Regions from separate parts of the Rattus norvegicus genome. Here region 2 is linked to region 1. The links are chromatin contacts, called in public Hi-C maps. All regions are on one chromosome and are shown on one strand. The core of a region is the stretch at or near the end of the contact, and the rest is flanking DNA. Distances in the headings are between cores, read along the strand shown.

What was found. A called contact is a pair of places that touch in the nucleus more often than the background predicts.
Region 2: a contact with region 1 is called in a Hi-C map of the A7r5 cell line, with 7 times the contacts expected there. The contact joins the promoter of Dnali1 here to the promoter of Yrdc in region 1. A contact is called at or near these places in 7 of 12 Hi-C or Micro-C datasets (the A7r5 cell line, Schwann cells, frontal cortex and 3 more) and 1 of 1 datasets of contacts at active chromatin or transcription factors (oligodendrocytes).

The regions. Positions count from the first base shown.
Region 1 is chr5:142,393,126-142,396,932 of GRCr8, forward strand. Yrdc (yrdC N(6)-threonylcarbamoyltransferase domain containing) reads left to right here and starts at 1,828. Exons shown (of 5, transcript NM_175604.2): 1 at 1,828-2,232; 2 at 2,757-2,871; 3 at 2,964-3,083. The coding sequence starts at 1,841. It overlaps C5h1orf122 (similar to human chromosome 1 open reading frame 122), which reads right to left and starts at 1,679. Exons shown (of 3, transcript NM_001108678.1): 1 at 1,586-1,679; 2 at 1,297-1,498; 3 at 642-1,044. The coding sequence starts at 1,620. The coding sequence ends at 949.
Region 2 is chr5:142,609,757-142,613,563 of GRCr8, forward strand. Dnali1 (dynein, axonemal, light intermediate chain 1) reads right to left here and starts at 2,214. Exons shown (of 6, transcript NM_001031647.1): 1 at 2,132-2,214; 2 at 1,511-1,656; 3 at 158-327. The coding sequence starts at 2,212. Snip1 (Smad nuclear interacting protein 1) reads left to right here and starts at 3,272. Exons shown (of 4, transcript NM_001014069.1): 1 at 3,272-3,516. The coding sequence starts at 3,305.

The DNA.
Region 1 (3,807 bases), core at 578-3,077:
GTCCCACTTTGGGGATGGTGGCTGGAAAACAGGCTTTTCTGTTTGTCTGGCTCAAATCTAGCCAGAAAAGGCCACAAACTCTTCCCTTTTCTAACACAAACTAATGATTGGCCAGTGGTCTTGGTGACAAGTTTTTAAGTCCCAAATAGTTTTATTTGAATTATGTAAAAGTATCAAATTTATTTTAAATGTAAACCATGGGAACAACAGACTTCCACTGAGCGATATGAAAACGTTACAGGTTCAGTACTTCCAAAGGAAGAAACCTCCAACCCCCAAAAAGAATACGAATTTGTATTTTTGAAGAATGTGAAATAATGGTGTTTGCTTAATTGCTCATTTTGTATAAACTTAATGTTGTACTTTAAGATATCTGCTATGAAGTGAAAATTTAACTTTTTGGAATTGAAAAAAGCAATATTAAATACTAATGAAATCTTAATTAAATGCTTATTTAAATCTGGTAGTACCTGTGGCATTACTTCCCATCCCTGTCCCTGGTTGAGATTCTCTTCCCACTACCAGCCATCAAGTCTTGGAGGGACAGAAAGGAAAGGTCAGTCACTAAGGGTCTGCATGTTTCCTTTTAATCAAGACTCTGCTGAAGTGTTTTGTGGGGCTGGGCGCCCCCCAAGCATGAAATGAACATATAATACCACCTGGAACCCCCAAAGCAGACCACACCACTCCGGCCAGCACTGCTGGCCTTCTCGAATCCGAATATTCAACACTGGATGTTCATTGGCTACATTTCAAAGCACAGTACTGCCTTCAGCCAGGACGACGTGGGAATGAACCCAGCTGTTAGTAGAGTTGCCATCCCAGGCTGAGGGCCAAGTACCAGCAACTGCCAGTGAAGACTGGCCCCTTTTGGTGAAGGGAGTTGGTCAGAGTCCAGCCATCGGCCCTGGAAAGGGACAGAAGTCAGGGTGCCCGTATAGGGAATGATCAAGACTCTGCAGCTCCATCGCCAGCATCCTTTGGAAGGCCACCTCTGGTGGATACAGATGGCTGGGGCGACGCTCCGGACTTGGCTGAACCGTTCTAGGTGGAACAGAAAGGGGGGAAAATGAGCCCGGAGGAAAGGCCTTAAGTTAGGCCCCGCAAGAATATGGCCACTTGGCATTTCGACAGTACCATACTTTTTCAAAACCTCACTCAGATCAAAGGAAATTAAGTGTAAAGCCGTGGGGATGCTCTTCCACCTGCCTCCTTTGGGGCGGGGGCGCGAGCGTGGCCAGTGCAGTCAGTGGGAAGACCCCACCTCCCCAGGCCCAGCCCAGAGTGGGCACTGACCCCGCCACCAGCCGGTTCCGGGCGCCGCCGGCCCAGCTGCCGCAGCATCTCCTCGCAGGCGGCGATGGTGTCCAGGAGCTGCCGCTGCCGCTGTTCCACGGCGTCCAGCAGCTGCTGGGCGCGTTCATCTCGGGGCGGCTGCGGGGGTGGCCTCCCGCCGAGCCCCAGCCCCGCCTTCCCACGGTCCACGCCGGCAGCCTCCCTGCCCGGGAGAGAGACCGCGTCAGGGCCGGCGCTGGGAGGCGCGAGGTCGCGGCCCCAACCCACCGCCCCGCGGGCCCGCTCTCACCCCCGTGACCAGCCTGCGCCGGGGCCCCACTCCATCGCCGCCCGTGCCACCCGCCCACCACCCCTTTGCAGTCCGCCCCGGCCCCCGCGCCGCGCGATGATTCCGCTAAGCCGAGCCCCGCCCCGTCCCCACCGTTCTTCTAGTCGCATGGGGGTCGCGGTCCCTTTAAGCTGCCCGGCGCGGAGGCGGGGCCGAGGCTCGCCGGCCGGAAGTTGAGTTCGTGCGTCACTTCCTCCCGGAAGCGAGTCTGGACGGATGTCTACTGCGCGTCCGTGTGCGGGGCTGAGGGCCGCTGTGGCGGCCGGCATGGGGCTGAGCGATGGGCCAGCGGGCTCTAGCCGCGGCTGCCGCCTTCTACGCCCTCCCGCGCCCGCTCCGGCGCTTCCAGGGGCCCGGCTGCTGCGGCTTCCGGAGAGCGAGGCCGTGGAGGCCGCAAGCCCCGAGCGCTCCGGTTGGACCGAGGCGCTGCGGGCCGCCGTGGCCGAGCTGCGCGCTGGCGCCGTGGTGGCGGTCCCAACTGACACGCTGTACGGTCTGGCCTGTTCGGCGAGCTGCTCGGCGGCTCTGAGCTGTGTGTATCGCCTCAAGGGCCGCAGTGAGGCCAAGCCGCTGGCCGTGTGCCTGGGCCGCGTGGCCGACGTCTACAGGTAAGGCTGCCCCGACCCGGCCCCGTTGGGGGCGGCACCGCGGGAGGGGTTTCCGGTGACAGCCTTGGGAGACTGAGGCGCCGAGCGCGGGAGGGGCTTGTCCTGGCTCACCGAGGAATCCGGAACTGGAAATTTGTTGGGAACGCTTAACGCTTGCCAGGATCCTCTGTAGACAGTGGGTCGAAACGCTGAGTTAGGCGAGCGTGGCACTCCTCACTTGGTGCTCTTGTGATGTGCAGAGGGGAGGCTGGTTTCGGGGTAATGTCTTCCAGAAGATAAGACAATTTGGAGTTGTATTCACGTGTCACGGCGCTGTGGTTTTGTCCCCAAAACAAGGGTGAAGACTAAAAGCCCGGGATACTCTGTGGAGTCTGTCTTAATGTCAGAGCCCCGAGGAAAAGGAAGTAGAGAGTTAGGTAGATATCGTTCGTTATACACGCAGAGGACCTCTCTGGCATCCGCCCTAAGTCCAGGAAAGGTTCATCAGGGTGATTTGGCGTGGATTTGTGCTCCTTTGCCTGCAGGTACTGTCAGGTGAGAGTACCTAGGGAGCTCCTGGAAGACCTGTTCCCAGGACCTGTGACCCTGGTGATGGAACGCTCAGAGGAGCTCAACAAAGACCTCAACCCCTTTACTCCTGTGAGTCAGATTTTAGCTTTTTCTGCATCTAAATCAGACTCCTTCAAGCCCTTAATGCCTTTCTCATATTCTCTCTTCCTTTTGCTTCACAGCTCGTTGGCATCCGAATTCCTGACCATGCCTTTATGCTGGACTTGGCCCAAATGTTTGGGGGACCACTTGCACTCACGAGTGCCAACCTCAGCTCCCAGGCCAGTTCTCTGAGTGTTGAGGTGAGAATCGACTGCTGTTTCCTCAAAACCAACATGGCTGACACTGTAATGGGATTGCCTGGCAGAAATTGGGGCCTATGGTGCGTAGGTGAAAAGGTTACCCATTTGGTGTTGGTTAGGGGAGGGTATCCAAAGGAAAGAATCTTGAAAGGGGGCAGGTGGTGCACTTGTAATGCCAGAACAAAGAGGCCAAGGTAAGAAAATCTCAAGGTCAGCCTGAGTTATTTAGGGAGACTTATTTTTTTTTTTTTTTTTTTTCTTTTCTTTCCGGAGCTGGGGACCAAACCCAGGGCCTTGTGCTTGCTAAGCAAGTGCTCTACCGCTGAGCTAAATCCCCAACCCCAGGAGACTTATTTTTTAATGAGTTGTTTTTATTTTATGTACATTGGTGTTTTGCTTGCATGTATGTCTGGGTGGTGGCGTCAGATCTCTGGAATATGGAGGTGCTGACAGTTACGAGCTGCTGTGTAGGTAATGGGAATTGAACCTTGGTCCTCTACAAAAGCAGTCAGTGCTCTTAACTGCTGAACCATCTCTCCTACCCCTAGAAGCTTTATTTATCTCTTAGAAAGTGTTGGAATTGTTTTCTCTTGATGGGCCACGGGGGAGCAGGTGCCAAGGGAGAGCAGATGTATCTTTGAATCTATAATAATAGAAAAGATGCTGGGGTGATGGTGAACATCTTTTTTTTTTTTTTTTTTAATTATTTTTTAGGTTTATTCAT
Region 2 (3,807 bases), core at 964-3,463, 220 kb after region 1:
GGAAGGGAGTAGACTTAGCAGTTGTAGGGAAATCAGGCAGAAGGAGAAGGGATGATTTCTGAATGGGGGGTGGGGATCATTTGGAATACTCAGGGCTTGGCTTTTGGCTAGAAGGAGGTAGAGAGTGTGTGGCAAACACACCACCAAGGCTACTCACCAAAACACTGGGAGTAGAGTTCCCTGCGCACAGGGCAGATGCCCGTCTCCCTGGCCTGCCTCTGCTGCAGCTTCAGGTCCAGCTGCTCCTGGAGATGCACCACATCCATTCTGGTGCTGGGTGTGCTGGACACCTGCTGGATCCATAGCTGTGTGTCTTCTACCCACTCCCTGTGACACAGATACAAGCCACCAGACCTGAGCAGAGGGCCCTTGGAACTCTGCCTGGGCAGGAGCAGGGAGTGGGGGTGGGCAGCATAGCCATCCTGTCACTTCTGCCTCCCTCTCTTTCCTGAGCCACGTCCACTATGCAGCCTCCACAGGACACATACCTTACTGTTGGGCAGATGGGCACTCTCTATTCTCCACGAGACTACAACCCTCTGCTCCAGGTCATACCTGCCTAGCATGTTGAGGACAGATGTGTGGTCATGCTGCTTGATTTGAATGGAGAATGTGGTGGAAACCCCCCTACACTGGCTTATGGTGAAGACACAGAACACCATAAACCTCGTGCAAGCCACTAGGAAGCATTTGTGTATGTTGGGAGTATGGAGGTTCTTAAAGTGCTGCACTTGCAATGGCTGCCCATGATGAATTCTGTGCTGGAGGAACAGCCGAGTTCTGCAATGACGGGCTTGCAGGCAGAATGGCAAGAGAGGGAGAAGCTTCTATGTTGGTGGGAGAGAATCCACTCATACGTGACACCTCTCTCTCTCGGCCTCCATCTCTGGAGAAGTTCACAGGTTCTCTGGTTCTTTTAATCCAAGAGAAAGCTTTTTTGTTGTGGACATAAATAAGCCCATTAGGCGGAGGTTTCTGAGAGTTCTAGCGAGGCTGTGTAGCCCAGGTTAGCTTCAAACTCTTCCTGCCTCTGCCTCCTGGGTTCTGGTATTAAAGGTGAGCTCACTGGGCCTAGCCTTATTGAACATTTACGGGCTTTTGAGACACACTTTGTTATGTAGCACTGGCCAGTCTAGTACTCCTTCTGTAGTCCAGGCTGGCCTTGACTTTGAGGCAATCCTCCTGTGTCTTGCAGAGTGCTGGGATTAAACTCTCTATGAGGAATCTTGATGGAGATACCAAAGAAACAGAGTATCGGGAAGGGGGTTTAGGAGGAACAGGTCTGAGCTAAGAAGACCCAACTGTGAAAGCAGACATCTAAAGTCACGAGAGTGCTCAGAACGTGGAGGGCATGGTTTTAGAGGGTGCCTGCCTGGCTATGAGCATCCAGCCATATGAGACTCCATGAACTCCAGAAAGCTTAGGGGAAATCCAAGGTAAAACACAGGGAGACACCTATGTTCTGGGGCCAAGAGCTTAAACCTTCTCCCAGTCATCCCTCTCTCTCTACCTTGGAGGCAGGATGGCATTCAAGATTTCTTCTGCTTGTTTGGTAGGATCTGGGACACAGGAAGTTGAGGGCAGCTTGGCCTTGGGTGGTTGTGGGCCTGCACCAGAGGGTCCAGGCTGCTGAACTGTGACTTTCAGTGGCCGAGCCTAAGAAGAAACAGGTGAGTCAGTCCAGTCCCTCCAGATTTGCCTCAGTCTCTTGTCGAGCTTTCCCCATTTCCGGCCTATTTCCCTCATCTGTGGTCTCTAAATAAACAGGAGCGCAGAAGACCACGAGGGATATGTCTGGCTCTGTCCCTGTATTTGAACTGGTGTTTCTAGAATGGTGGTAAGGCCTCTGCTCTGACTGTGTAGACATAGGTAAGTCACAACCAGACCTGTTCTTGGACCTCACTACCACAAGCCTCATCTTTTCCATGTGACTTCTTTCTCATCTTAAATTTGTCCTCTAGGGTCACAGTTAGGCTTCTTGTAGTCTTCTCCCAACCTCCATCCTTGTCCAAGTTCCCTTGGCTGTCAGCCCTAGCAATCTGTCTCCTGAAATTCCAGAGATCCTCAAACCTGGGATGTCTTTCCCCACGGGATTTTGTAGGATCTCGCATTTCCTGAGACATGTTCATACCTTGGGGCTCCGTTTTTCTGTATTCCGGCTCACCAACACCGGGGTGTCATATTTGAGCAGAGAGTCTGCGGGGGGTATCATGGTGGCTGTAGGGGTTGCAACTCCGTAGCGGTCCCTCCGGGTGGAGCCTTGTTTGCGATCACCATGGAAACCCCTCCGCTCCTTGCCCCATGGACGGGGCGGGGCTTCGGAGGAAGGCGGTGCCCGGCCGCGTGCAAGTTTTGTCCTACTGTGCTTTCTCCACCAGCACTAAACTTCTTGGTAAACAAGATTGGAGCCCTAGCGTTAGGTCTAATTCGGGATGTGATGAAATGGACAGACCACCTTTGCTTGAAACGAAAGTCATTTATAGTATTTGGCGACGATTGGCACTTGGAAGCCAGAGGCTGGCGGATCTCTGTGAGTTCCAGGACAGCCAAGGCTATATAGAGACACTATCTCAAGAAACAAAAAAGAATTTCACAGTGTTGAGTACGTGTCTGTGTTTCATAACTACTAAGAACGCGCAACGAACAGAGCTGGATTAGCTTTCCCACATAAGATTTTTTCTTTTTTGTTTTAAAGCTGGGTGATGGTACCATACACCTTTAATGACAGCATTCGGGAGCCAGAGGCAGGCAGATCTCTGTTAATTCAAGGTCAGCCTGGTTACAGAGTGAGTTCTAGGACAGACAGGATTAAACAGAAACCCTGTCTCGAGAAAAAAAAATTGTCACTTTTTGAAGTCCTGGGGGTTAATCCAGGGCTTCGTACACGCGAGGTAAACGCTCACTCTGTCTCAGCCTTCACTCCCCTTCTAACTGATTTGTATTTGGCAGTGCTGAGGATGAATCCAGGGCTTTGCGCTACACGAGCTGCAACTTTTCCAAAATTTGAGACAGAGTCTCACTAAATTGCCTAGGCTGGCCTCGAATTTACTGCGATCGGAGGCTGGTCGTAACTTTTCAGTATTCCAGCCACACCTCTCCAGCAGCCAGGACCCCAGTGCCACTAGCCCGGGGATTCCCAGGGTGTGAACTCAAGCACTGGGCCCCGCCCACCAGGGGGGCCCGACACCGTGAGGGCTTCTGGGATAGCGTGCTGCCCGGAAGCGGAAGTGCAAAGCGGTCCGTCACTTCCTTTGGCTCAAGTGGCTCAACGGACTGTGCAAGTGACTCTCGGCCGGGCCGCAGGATGAAAGCGGGGAAGAGCGAGCGGGAGCGAAGCAGCCGGCGGCGACACCGGTCAGGCGACGCTTTGGCGACCGTAGTAGTGAAGCAGGAACGTCTAAGCCCCGAACCCGTCGCACACCGCCGACCTGACGCTCCAGCCGCTAGCCCGCCCCCGCCCGCCGCCGAGTCGGGCTCGGCTGGTCACCGCGGGAGCCGAGCCCGGGGAGCGAGCCGGTAAGCAGGCCGCGGACGGGATGGCGCGGGGACCGGGTGGTGCGAGCGACTCGGGAGTGCAAAGCACCTTTTGAGTTGAAATGAGATTCCCCCGCCTGCCCACGAGCGGACGGTGGGAATGTCTTTTCCACTCTACCTACAAAGAGTATTTCACGGTGGGTCTTGGCGACTTCTTCTCGGCACTCATTCGCCGATGCCTCCATAAAGCATCGATTTACTGAGTGCGTAGTGTGGCTTAACGATCAATTAAGGTACTGGGTCACAAGGCAAAGAAGAGAGATGCTTTTACAA